Linked DNA regions of Mus musculus: regions 2 and 3 are each linked to region 1. The links are chromatin contacts, called in public HiChIP or PLAC-seq maps. All regions are on one chromosome and are shown on one strand. The core of a region is the stretch at or near the end of the contact, and the rest is flanking DNA. Distances in the headings are between cores, read along the strand shown.

Evidence for each region. HiChIP or PLAC-seq counts read pairs in DNA pulled down with a chosen protein or histone mark.
Region 2: a contact with region 1 is called in a CTCF HiChIP or PLAC-seq map of the NIH/3T3 cell line, with 5 read pairs. The contact joins the enhancer-like site here to the promoter of Stxbp4 in region 1. A contact is called at or near these places in 5 of 39 promoter capture datasets (the HPC-7 cell line, cranial neural crest, hematopoietic stem and progenitor cells and 2 more), 1 of 15 datasets of contacts at CTCF or cohesin (the NIH/3T3 cell line), 5 of 484 Hi-C or Micro-C datasets (the G1E-ER4 cell line, embryonic stem cells, hematopoietic stem cells and 2 more), 20 of 115 datasets of contacts at active chromatin or transcription factors (the NIH/3T3 cell line, the SCID.adh cell line, acute myeloid leukemia and 14 more) and 2 of 9 other capture datasets (adipose tissue and liver).
Region 3: an H3K4me3 HiChIP or PLAC-seq map of bone marrow-derived macrophages shows a contact between it and region 1, with 4 times the contacts expected there. The contact joins the enhancer-like site here to the promoter of Stxbp4 in region 1. A contact is called at or near these places in 7 of 39 promoter capture datasets (the C10 cell line, the HPC-7 cell line, Sertoli cells and 4 more), 1 of 15 datasets of contacts at CTCF or cohesin (the NIH/3T3 cell line), 7 of 484 Hi-C or Micro-C datasets (CD8 T cells, bone marrow-derived macrophages, embryonic heart and 4 more), 13 of 115 datasets of contacts at active chromatin or transcription factors (astrocytes, bone marrow-derived macrophages, cardiomyocytes and 9 more) and 3 of 9 other capture datasets (adipose tissue, liver and pancreatic islet).

The regions. Positions count from the first base shown.
Region 1 is chr11:90,636,221-90,639,650 of GRCm38.p6, reverse strand. It overlaps Stxbp4 (syntaxin binding protein 4), which reads left to right and starts at 1,543. Exons shown (of 18, transcript NM_011505.2): 1 at 1,543-1,618. Cox11 (cytochrome c oxidase assembly protein 11, copper chaperone) reads right to left here and starts at 1,467. Exons shown (of 4, transcript NM_199008.2): 1 at 1,099-1,467. The coding sequence starts at 1,461.
Region 2 is chr11:90,328,519-90,331,957 of GRCm38.p6, reverse strand. No RefSeq gene overlaps it. Among named protein-coding and RNA genes, the nearest start is that of Hlf, 61 kb to the left of the region's middle. Within about 2 kb of position 1,602, at least 8 of the 459 cell types and tissues checked have an H3K27ac peak or open chromatin away from gene starts, as enhancers often do. A contact at or near this core is called in the NIH/3T3 cell line, where this site is marked.
Region 3 is chr11:90,199,958-90,203,577 of GRCm38.p6, reverse strand. The region is part of intron 1 of Gm42089 (a long non-coding RNA gene); the gene reads left to right. Among named protein-coding and RNA genes, the nearest start is that of Gm42089, 24 kb to the left of the region's middle. Within about 2 kb of position 2,332, at least 5 of the 459 cell types and tissues checked have an H3K27ac peak or open chromatin away from gene starts, as enhancers often do. A contact at or near this core is called in bone marrow-derived macrophages, where this site is marked.

The DNA of each region.
Region 1 (3,430 bases), core at 294-2,793:
CTTTCTTACACCAGAAAAACAAAAAGCCGAATGAGGCTAAAGGAAGATGCAAAAAAAAAAAAAAAAAAAAAAAAACCCTACCATATTAATATTTTATTATCTTTCTTTCACTTGTTACACACGTTACTTAGCTTTTTCAATTTCTCTCAATATTGTCAAATTAAACTTTAATCCTAAAAGAGAAATCATAAATTTGACCTTAGTTAACAGGTAAGGATATGATTCTGTTTCAGAGACTCAGTTTTAAGATGAACTATTTTTTTTTTCATAAAGGATTTAAATCCGCTGAAGAAAAAGCAAGTTAAGTGTTCCGTCTTTCAATAACAAAACAATTCCTTATATATTCTAGGGACATGTTATTGAAGTTTCTCAAGTTTGGTGTTTAAACTAAAAGGTAGAAAACAGAAAAATAATGTCCTGGGCTCAAGCCTATATTACTGAGTCTGTCACAGTTTTCCTGGGTTACATTTTAATTTGCTCATGAAGAGGGACCATTCTATGGCTTCCCTTATTTATTTATTTCCTTCTCTAAAACTCGTTGATTCCACAAGTAACAGGGCATTCTTTTGGAAATATCGGTGCTTAACGTGGAACTTGATTTTAGGGTTTTTTTCCTTTTTTTTTTTTTTTAAACCTCAGGCTAACCCAGCCTAGCCTGATGATGCTAAACTAGCCTAGGCTGATGATGCTAACCTAGAATGAGGAAAGCTTGAACACAGGAGTGTCAATTCCATTTCTGTGGGTCTCGGCACCACTGTATACTATTAGCATTTTAGGTTGGACAACTATCTGGGGCAGGGGAGGTGTCCTGTGAACCTCCAGGTATGCGACAGCCGCTCTAACTCACCAAGTGTCAGCGGTACCTTCTCCCCGCGCTTCACAGAATGGCTGTGCTGATAGCCCTTTGAAGGGTGGCACCAGCTCCATCATTACCGGAACCGGCTTCCACTTGCAAGGTTTTTTAGTGACCTTGGGCACGTCCTTCCCGGTCTGGATCCGAGGCGACGCCCCCCTCCCCCCTCCGGCGGGTGACCTCGGCCTCCCCGGCAGGGGGATGGCTCAGGTGGGATCCGTGCCGCGCTTCGTCCCCTCCCTTACCTGGCAGTAGAGCCGATAGAGGGGCACCGCGGCGTAGGAGGCCCCCAGCATGCCCACGGCGGCCGCGGCCACGTAGGTGAGCACCGTCTTGTTCCGCCGCCGCCACTCGTCCTCCTGCGCGCGCTGGAAAGGGTTGCTGCTCCTCGGCCGCCGTGGCGGCTGCGTCGCGGGCCCCCGGACCCCGCACGGGCGCTTCCATGTCCCGAGGCGTCTCAGACCCCGCTCCGCGCCTCCGAGCCCATCCCACCCGGGCCTAAGCACCAGCTCTGCGTTCACCACAGTCCGCCCTGACCACCCGGGCTGCCTCCAGCCCCGGCCACACGAAGCCACCAACCTCCATCCCGGACACCAGAGCCCTCCCATAACCCCCCGGAAAGAATGCCCGCCTGGCGGGGCCGCTGGCGAGATCTCGCGAGACCTCGCGAGTCTCGCGGTACCCGGCTTGAGCCTCCGCTGCTGCCTTGACTACCAGATTCCACAGTTAGCAGTGGCGCTACGGAGGCCGGGTGGCCCGAAGAGGGTAAGTTCGCGTTTTCTTGCTAAGTGACTGTGCCTCGCACTTTTGTTTCCTTGGGATGCTTCTTTAGTTTACTTTGCAGAAAATGCATTTGGGCCTTCGGCGTGCAAGCTCCTCACTGGGGCTTGTATCCCCATCTCCCCAAACTTCGCCAGCCTTTGTCTCGACCTAGCGGCCCCCAGCGGCAGCTCTGCCGCGGGGCTCTCACTTGGGGTTCGCTCAGCCCCGTTGCTTTCCGCCGCTGACTGAGCGCAGGCAAACCAACGTCCCTCTTTCTGGAACACTTAGTATGAGAACCGCCTTTCTCTCCAACACCCCGACCTGTGCATCTTCTCAGCCCCATGGGCAGATGTCTCCCACTGCGCTCATCACCCCTCTGCTGTTTACCCAGCAAAACCATTAGGTCAGACAGCCGCCGAAAAAACCAAGTTTGTTCAGAATAGAGGGACCAGGACAGGAGGGCCTTTAAAGGAGGGACTGAAGGAATAAAGACGTGCATCTTGCAGGCACAGACCCCTGGGAAATACGCTAAAGCTTTCTTCAGTTCTCTAAATGTTCCACAAACAAGGACCAATAAATATTAAATAGCACTGAGAGCAGATTCGGAGGTTAAGCATCAATGAATTTACACAAGTCTTGTCCTTGCATAAGTTTAATTTTAATATGACTTCTCCGTAACCTGATGGCCCTATTTCGTGAATGGAAATCACAGTAATTCAAGGAGGGTAAGAATATAATATGATTTTTGCCATTGCTTGAAGCATAGTAAGAATTTTATAAAAGTTAGGTCATTTCTTTTTCAAAATAATGGTTTGGTTTTATTAATTCTTTGAGGGTATTTTACTCTGTATTTGGGTCATATTCATCCCCTACTCCAGGCTCCTCCCAAAACTACCCCCCCCCCCACATTATTATTATCCAGAGTCCAGGCTGAAGGCGAACTAACTCATTGATGTGTTAGTCTGTGAGTGTGATCGGTGTGATCAATTGCACCATTAAAGAAAACTGACTTTCCTTCTTCCAGAAGCTGTAAGAAGCCAATAGCTCTCTCGTGCCCACCTTTCCACCTCCATAAGCTAGAGCTTATTTCTGATGGCCTCTGTGGGTCTAACTATCCCCACATTGTGGATTGGAACCGAAAACTGGAAGAGCTATCAGTCAATCAGCACGTATTCCTTGACTCTCACTGAGCCATACACCTTTTTAGTTTGCTGGGGACATTCCAAACTAAGTCAGGCACAATCACTTTTGTTATTGACTGCAGCCTCTACTGAAGGACTCAGAAAATAAATGTAAAATAAAGGAATTTCAACTAACAGTGTCTGCTATGAAACTAGCTGATGATGGCATGAAGTCATTGAGAGTGACAATGAGGAGGGTAAAAGAAGGTCTAAAGAGGTAAAAGAAGGTCTTCCTGGGGGTGACATTTGAGCCTACTCCCAAACTGTGAAAGAGCTACCCACGAGACAAAAATCTCACATCGTACACAAGTCCAGAGACAGAAATAAGTTGGATAGGATTGAATATCAACAAAGACAAACAACAACAAAAAAAACCAGGGTCCGTGTGGAGCGTGCAGAGCGAGCAGAGTTAACAGTGAAAGGAAATGGGGTCACAGCAGGTACAGACACCTGATACTACAGAGCTATTTCAGCCATGGCTAAGGGACAAAATGGGAGTGATCGGATATGATTTGATTCACACTGCAGGAAGAACATGATGTAAGTCACACGGTGAGAATGAGCAGGGCAAGGGGAAGCAGAAGTGAGGGGCATCTGCATGTTAGTGACAGTGGAGATGATGGCCTTGAAGAAG
Region 2 (3,439 bases), core at 353-2,852, 310 kb after region 1:
AGCACCCTTCCTTTCCTTTGGCTGGTTTCCCATACTAGACCCAAAGCACAACGGTGACCTGATTATTGTTCTATAGATTGAGAAATGAGCACAGGAAGACCTTCATCTCTGTCTCCTCTCTTCTAGGACGGAGTGTATGCTCTGAGTATCTAAGTCCTGCCCACTCTTCATTATAAATTGAAATTACTTTCTGTGAACTGTCCTGAAGTGTCACAGGTTGGCAGCAGTTGCTCCCACCTTAGAATTTCACCCCATGTCCGCTCAAGGCTGCTTATGGTGGTCTCCTGTGGTCGCTACCCTCCTCGAGTATGGAGTTAATTGCATCCGTTCACAGTGTAGCATGGCCCAAAATATGCCAGGCATCTTTGATGACAGAGCCTCCATACCTGAGACTGTGATTTCATCCTAACCCTAACTACTTCATTGTGCTATCATTTGGAGGGGGGGGGGACCCAGCCATAACAACAACAAACCCGTGTTTCTGTCTTTTCACAGATTTGATTTGCTAAGATTTTTTTTAAGATGCACAACAAATCTCCTTGTTTTTTTGACTAAGATTAAGTAAAGAGACACAGCCAAGGATGGGGTGGGGGTGTGTGGCTTAGACAGTAAAGTGTTTTTCTTGCAAGACTGATGACCTGTGTTTGATCCCCCAAGAATATACTGCAAATAGATAAAATAAACAATAAGTAAAAATTTAAAAAGCTGGATGTGGTATTCTGTGCTTGCAATCTCAGGGCCCAGGGAAATAGAAACAAGCAACTCCCCATGATGCTTTGGCCAGCCTCTTAGACTACTTGACAAGTCCCAGATCAACAAGAGACCATGACTCAAAAACCAACCAGCCAAACAAACAAACAAACAAACAAACAAACACAAAGTAGATTAGACTTAAGGATCAGCAGCTGACATTGCTTACTGATCGCTAAATCCATTCATACACATGTGTTTGTACACATGCAAACACACACACACACACACACACACACACACACACACACACACGAAACACAACAACAAACTTGGAAAACAATCTTATCTTGGAGCACTGTTATTTATTGATGCCTTCTTGGCATGGATAGCCTAACCCTAATAAAACATCTCCTCAAGAGATCACACTTAGTAGGTGCACACCAAGGATCACCCTAGTAGGTGCACACCAAAGGCTGGTGGCAAGATGGGTCAGCCTTAAGTCTAGGTAGTAAGAGGCCTGTTATTCAGAAGTGATTTGTGGTTTGTTCTGTCTTGTTGAAATAGGATTTCATATATCCCAGTCTGGCTCTTAATTAATTATGTAGCTCATGATGACACTGAAGTCTTCATAGTCCTGCCTCCACGTTCCAAGTGTCGGGGAGTAAAGGATTGTGTCACGATGCCTAACTGGAAGTAATCCGAAATGAGATAATGTTACTATTCTTTATTATCCAACCACGTCGTCTTTTCTCAGAATAAATTCATCCAAGTATTTGCAGAATACAATTGGAATTATGCAATGTCTGCTGAAGGTATGTTAGTGGAAAATTTTAGTTGTTGAAACTTGGAACACTGCTAGACTAGACCCCAAAGGAAAACAAAGACATCAGGAGTGTTGTAATTTGGAGGAACCTATTGGGAAATGGGATTTTAAAAAATGAATCACTGCCCATCTTACAGACACATGATTATTCGAATTCTTTTTGGAAAATTCCTATTTGTAAACCTGTTGCTTTAAGTGAAAGAAAGTTTTAGAAATTCGATTGTTGAACGTTCTCCACTTGCCCACACATGAGGAAATCTTGCTGTGAAAAAGAGTCATCTTGGCCATTGACTGAATACCCTAAAAAGTGTGATTCTGACAGCCAGTAGTTAACAAATTTACCAATATTAAGGTATAAACACAAATCTATAGCGATGTGCATGCTGTGCAAACGCCAGGACCTGGGTTCTTTTCCGGCGCCCATAGAAAGCTCAAGTGTGGGGGTGGGCATTTGTAATCTCAGCACTGGAGAAGCAGACGGGAGAATCCCTGGGCACGATGGCCAGTCAGCTTCCTCAGTGAGCCTTGGGTACCAGTGAGAGGCTGTCTCTAAAGACAAAGTAGAGGTTCCTGGAGAAAGGTACTGAAGATTGGCCTCTGGCCTCTACACACAAGTACATCCGTATGGACCCACATGTTACAAACATAGTAACACACAAACATGCAAAATACACTAACAAGAAAGCTCTGGTAGTGTTACATGCCTGTAATCTCTGTTCCCTGAGAGTCTGAGGCAGAAGGATCACGATGAGTTCCAACCAGCATCTGCTACACAGTGAGGCAGTACTGCCTTAAAAACAATGAACAAACAAAAATTAATAGAAATGTAAAAACACAATATTAACTATTCTTTTTTCTGATTTATTAAATTTATTTATTTTAATGCCCTGATTTTTTTTAGATGACATTGGATAGAAGAAGCAAATCAAGGCTTTCTAGACAATAATAAAAAAAATTTTAAAAGTTGCATCATTACTAGAACTACTTCCACCAGACAGAGGAGAGGAGGGTCAGAGCTAGCTGCTCCCCATGCAGTGCTGGCTACTCCCCTGCCGTGGGGACCCATTCTTTGACAAGATCTCCAACACCCCCACAGAAGTTTGGAAACAAAGTTCCAATAAGGCGATATCTCTGACCAGGAGGTGTTATTGCTGGAGGCTTCTTATTATTTTCAGTTCACCAGCTCTGGTCCTCATCTGGTTCCCGAAGTCTGAAATGAGAGAACCATTTTCTACTCTCAAAACTTCCTGTCGCAATGTAGAAGATGTCTCCATGTTGACACGATTGTCATTTCAGGCCAAGACAATTTACTAGGAAGACTGCCTGGAGGATCATAGAATGTTCATCCGCATCCTTGGTGTTTACCCACTACATACCAGTAGTGCTTCCCCATGACTGTGTCAATAGGATTGATTTCCCATCAGCAATCAATCACCCAGTTGAAACTATAGGAGACTGAGCTCTGGCGTTGTGTTGCTGAAATGGCTTTCTTCTATGTTGTTGAAGTTGGCTAATATTCCTACTGTGGCTGAGAATTCCCTCTCTCTATCCCCTCCTTCTCCTCCAGAGCCCCCACAAAACTAGAAATAATAACATCTATTCTGATTTGATAGTTCACAAAAGATAACACACGTGGAAATGAAGTTTGCAGCTGCATCTGGTTAGTATGACAGACTCTATCTAGGTCAAAAATTGTATGTAACAACTCAAATGTGGGGGTAAATGAATCTCCTTAAGCTATCTATGCTTGGTTTCCCCTTTATTTCAGTCTCTCAAAACTTAATTGTCCAATTAAAGGTAATTTCTTCTTTTGTAAATTAAAATAGGCTTTTCCTATCAACACAATCCCTTTGAAGATCAACTCAGAGGACACACGTTCATTCTCTCTCTCTCTCTCTCTCTCTCTCTCTCTCCCTCTCTCTC
Region 3 (3,620 bases), core at 1,083-3,582, 440 kb after region 1:
ATATAAAATATCTTGGCGTGATTCTAACTAAGGAAGTGAAAGATCTGTATGATAAGAACTTCAAGTCTCTGAAGAAAGAAATTAAAGAAGATCTCAGAAGATGGAAAGATCTCCCATGCTCATGGATTGGCAGGATCAACATTGTAAAAATGGCTATCTTGCCAAAAGCAATCTACAGATTCAATGCAATCTCCATCAAAATTCCAACTCAATTATTCAACGAATTAGAAAGAGCAATCTGCAAATTCATCTGGAATAACAAAAAACCTAGGATAGCAAAAACTCTTCTCAAGGATAAAAGAACCTCTGGTGGAATCACCATGTCTGACCTAAAGCTTTACTACAGAGCAATTGTGATAAAAACTGCATGGCACTGGTATAGTGACAGACAAGTAGACCAATGGGATAGAATTGAAGACCCAGAAATGAACCCACACACCTATGGTCACTTGATCTTCGACAAGGGAGCTAAAACCATCCAGTGGAACAAAGACAGCATTTTCAACAAATGGTGCTGGCACAACTGGCGGTTATCATGTAGAAGAATGCGAATCGATCCATTCCTATCTCCTTGTACTAAGGTCAAATCTAAGTGGATCAAGGAACTTCACATAAAACCAGAGACACTGAAACTTATAGAGGAGAAAGTGGGGAAAAGCCTCGAAGATATGGGCACAGGGGAAAAATTTCTGAATAGAACAGCAATGGCTTGTGCTGTAAGATCGAGAATTGACAAATGGGACTTCATGAAACTGCAAAGCTTCTGCAAGGCAAAAGACACCGTCAATAAGACAAAAAGGCCACCAACAGATTGGGAAAGGATCTTTACCTATCCTAAATTAGATAGGGGACTAATATCCAATATATATAAAGAACTCAAGAAGGTGGACTCCAGAAATCAAATAACCCCATTAAAAAATGGGGCTCAGAGCTAAACAAAGAATTCTCACCTGAGGAATAACAAATGGCCGAGAAACACCTGAAAAAATGTTCAACATCCTTAATTATCAGGGAAATGCAAATCAAAACAACCCTGAGATTCCACCTTACATCAGTCAGAATGGCTAAGATCAAAAATTCAGGTGACAGCAGATGCTGGTGAGGATGTGGAGAAAGAGGAACACTCCTCCATTGTTGGTGGGATTGCAAGCTTGTACAACCACTCTGGAAATCAGTCTGGCGGTTCCTCAGAAAATTGGACATAGTACTACCAGAGGATCCTGCAATACCTCTCCTGGGCATAGATCCAGAAGATGTCCCAACCGGTAAGAAGGACACATGCTCCACTATGTTCATAGCAGCCTTATTTATAATAGCCAGAAGCTGGAAAGAACCCAGGTGCCCCTCAACAGAGGAATGGATACAAAAAATGTGGTACATTTACACAATGGAGTACTACTCAGTTATTAAAAGGAATGAATTTATGAAATTCCTAGGCAAATGGTTGGACCTGGAGGGCATCATCCTGAGTGAGGTAACACAATCATAAAAGAACTCAAATGATATGTACTCATTGATAAGTGGATATTAGCCCAGAAACTTAGTATACCCTAGATATAAGATACACTTTGCAAAACACATGAAACTCAAGAAGAACGAAGGCCAAAGTGTGGACACTTTGCCCCTTCTTAGAATTGGAAACAGTCACCCATGGAAGGAGTTACAAAGACAAAGTTTGGAGCTGAGACAAAAGGATGGACCATCTAGAGACTGCCATATCCACGGATCCATCCCATAATTAGCCTCCAAACGATGACACCATTACATACACTAGCAAGCATTTGCTGAAAGGACCCTGATATAGCTGTCTCTTGTGAGACTAGGCCGGGGCCTAGCAAACACAGAAGTGGATGCTCACAGTCAGCTATTGGATGGATCACAGGACCCCCAATGGAGGAGCTAGAGAAAGTTTCCAAAGAGCTAAAGAGATCTGCAACCCTGTAGGTGCAACAACATTATGAACTAACCAGTACCCCGGAGCTCTTGACTCTAGCTGCATATGTATCAAAAGATGGCCTAGTCAGCCGTCACTGGAAAGAGAGGCCCATTGGACACCAAACTTTCTATGCCCCAGTACAGGGGAACGCCAGGGCCAAAAAGTGGGAATGGGTGGGTAGGGGAGTGCGGGGTAGGATATGGGGGACTTTTGGGATAGCATTGGAAATGTAAATGAGGAAAATACATAATAAAAATATTTTAAAAAGTAACCACTATTAAAAGTTTTGCAATGAATTCATTCAGATGTTTATATGTGTAAAGTATGAGCATGCAAATACCCACAGAGGAGGCTGTATCACACTCATCCTCACCCTATTATAACTGGTTTTTCTTTTTCTAACAATGTGCCACAGCCCTCTTTCTACTGCACTCCACAAAAAGTGGACTTGCCTCATCCTTCTTTGTTTGTTTTTGAGGCACGAACTCACTTATGTAGCCCAGGCTAGCTTTGATCTTGTTGATTGTCCCTTCTGCCTCTAAGTCTAGAGTGCAGGGATTACAGGCATATGACACCATGAGCTCATGGTCTGCACTTCCTTTTTCAGGCTTGGCATTCTAGTGTATGGATGCACCATATAGGTCCCTGTGTTTCTGGCATGACTCAATCAGGATGCAAGGTTGGTAAATTTAGAGCATAACCTCAGGGCACTTAGGGGAGGGCTGACCTGTGAATGAAAAAGGGTCCTTACTCTCTTACAGAGTATAAGAACTCTGAAAAACTCAGTGTAGCGAATGGAATGGCCAATGAAAAAAAGCCACCCTGAGCAAGTGTGGCCATACACCTCTGTTTAAAAAATACTCTGTGAAACTGGGTAAGATTGAGTTGGAGACCCTGGGAAGTCTTACCAACTGGGAATTTTTTGGCACTCCTACTAGCAAAAGTTGCATTAAGAAAATCATGTTGGGTGTGAATTAGGAAGGCACCATAGAGGCCTGTGTTCTGGCATTAGCAAGCCAGGTACCATGTGGATCAGAGGATTAAAAAAGATCGTGTGTGTGTGTGTGTGTGTGTGTGTGTGTGTGTGTGTGTGTGTGTGTATGTACACATTCATTCATGTATGTGGGTACAGGTATGCAGTTTGGGGGACATCATGGCACATGTATGGAGGTCAGAAGATAACTTCTCTGTCAATCCTTGCTTTCACCTTGTTGGAGGCAGTGTCTCTGCCTCCTGTCCCGCCACAGGAAAGGTGGAATCGCAGGGTATGGCTATGGTGCCAAGCTTGCATGGCTTCTGAAGGTCAGTGCCTTACCCACTGAGCCACCTCCTCAGCCTCCAAGCAGGACACTGATCCTGTCTGCTTGCCATGTACTCCTGGTTTGGACTCATTGACCATGAGAGTCCTCTCTAGCCCTGTCATTGTGCAAGCCAAAGCAAAATGCAACTCTGTCAGCCAGATTAAGGGGATGGACTTGGCAGCTCGTGTTCCCTAAAGAACGATTTTTAACTCTTGGTCTATGCCCTTGACATTTCTTGGGGGTAGAGAGCTTATGATATGGGCTCAGAGTGAGAGAGATGAGCGGGCCAGCAGATCCACCATTCCGTCTCCCAGAAATGGTGCATGAGAAAAATCAGCCATAATTTTTATGCTTTCCCATCTCAGGCATGGTTCAAATAGATT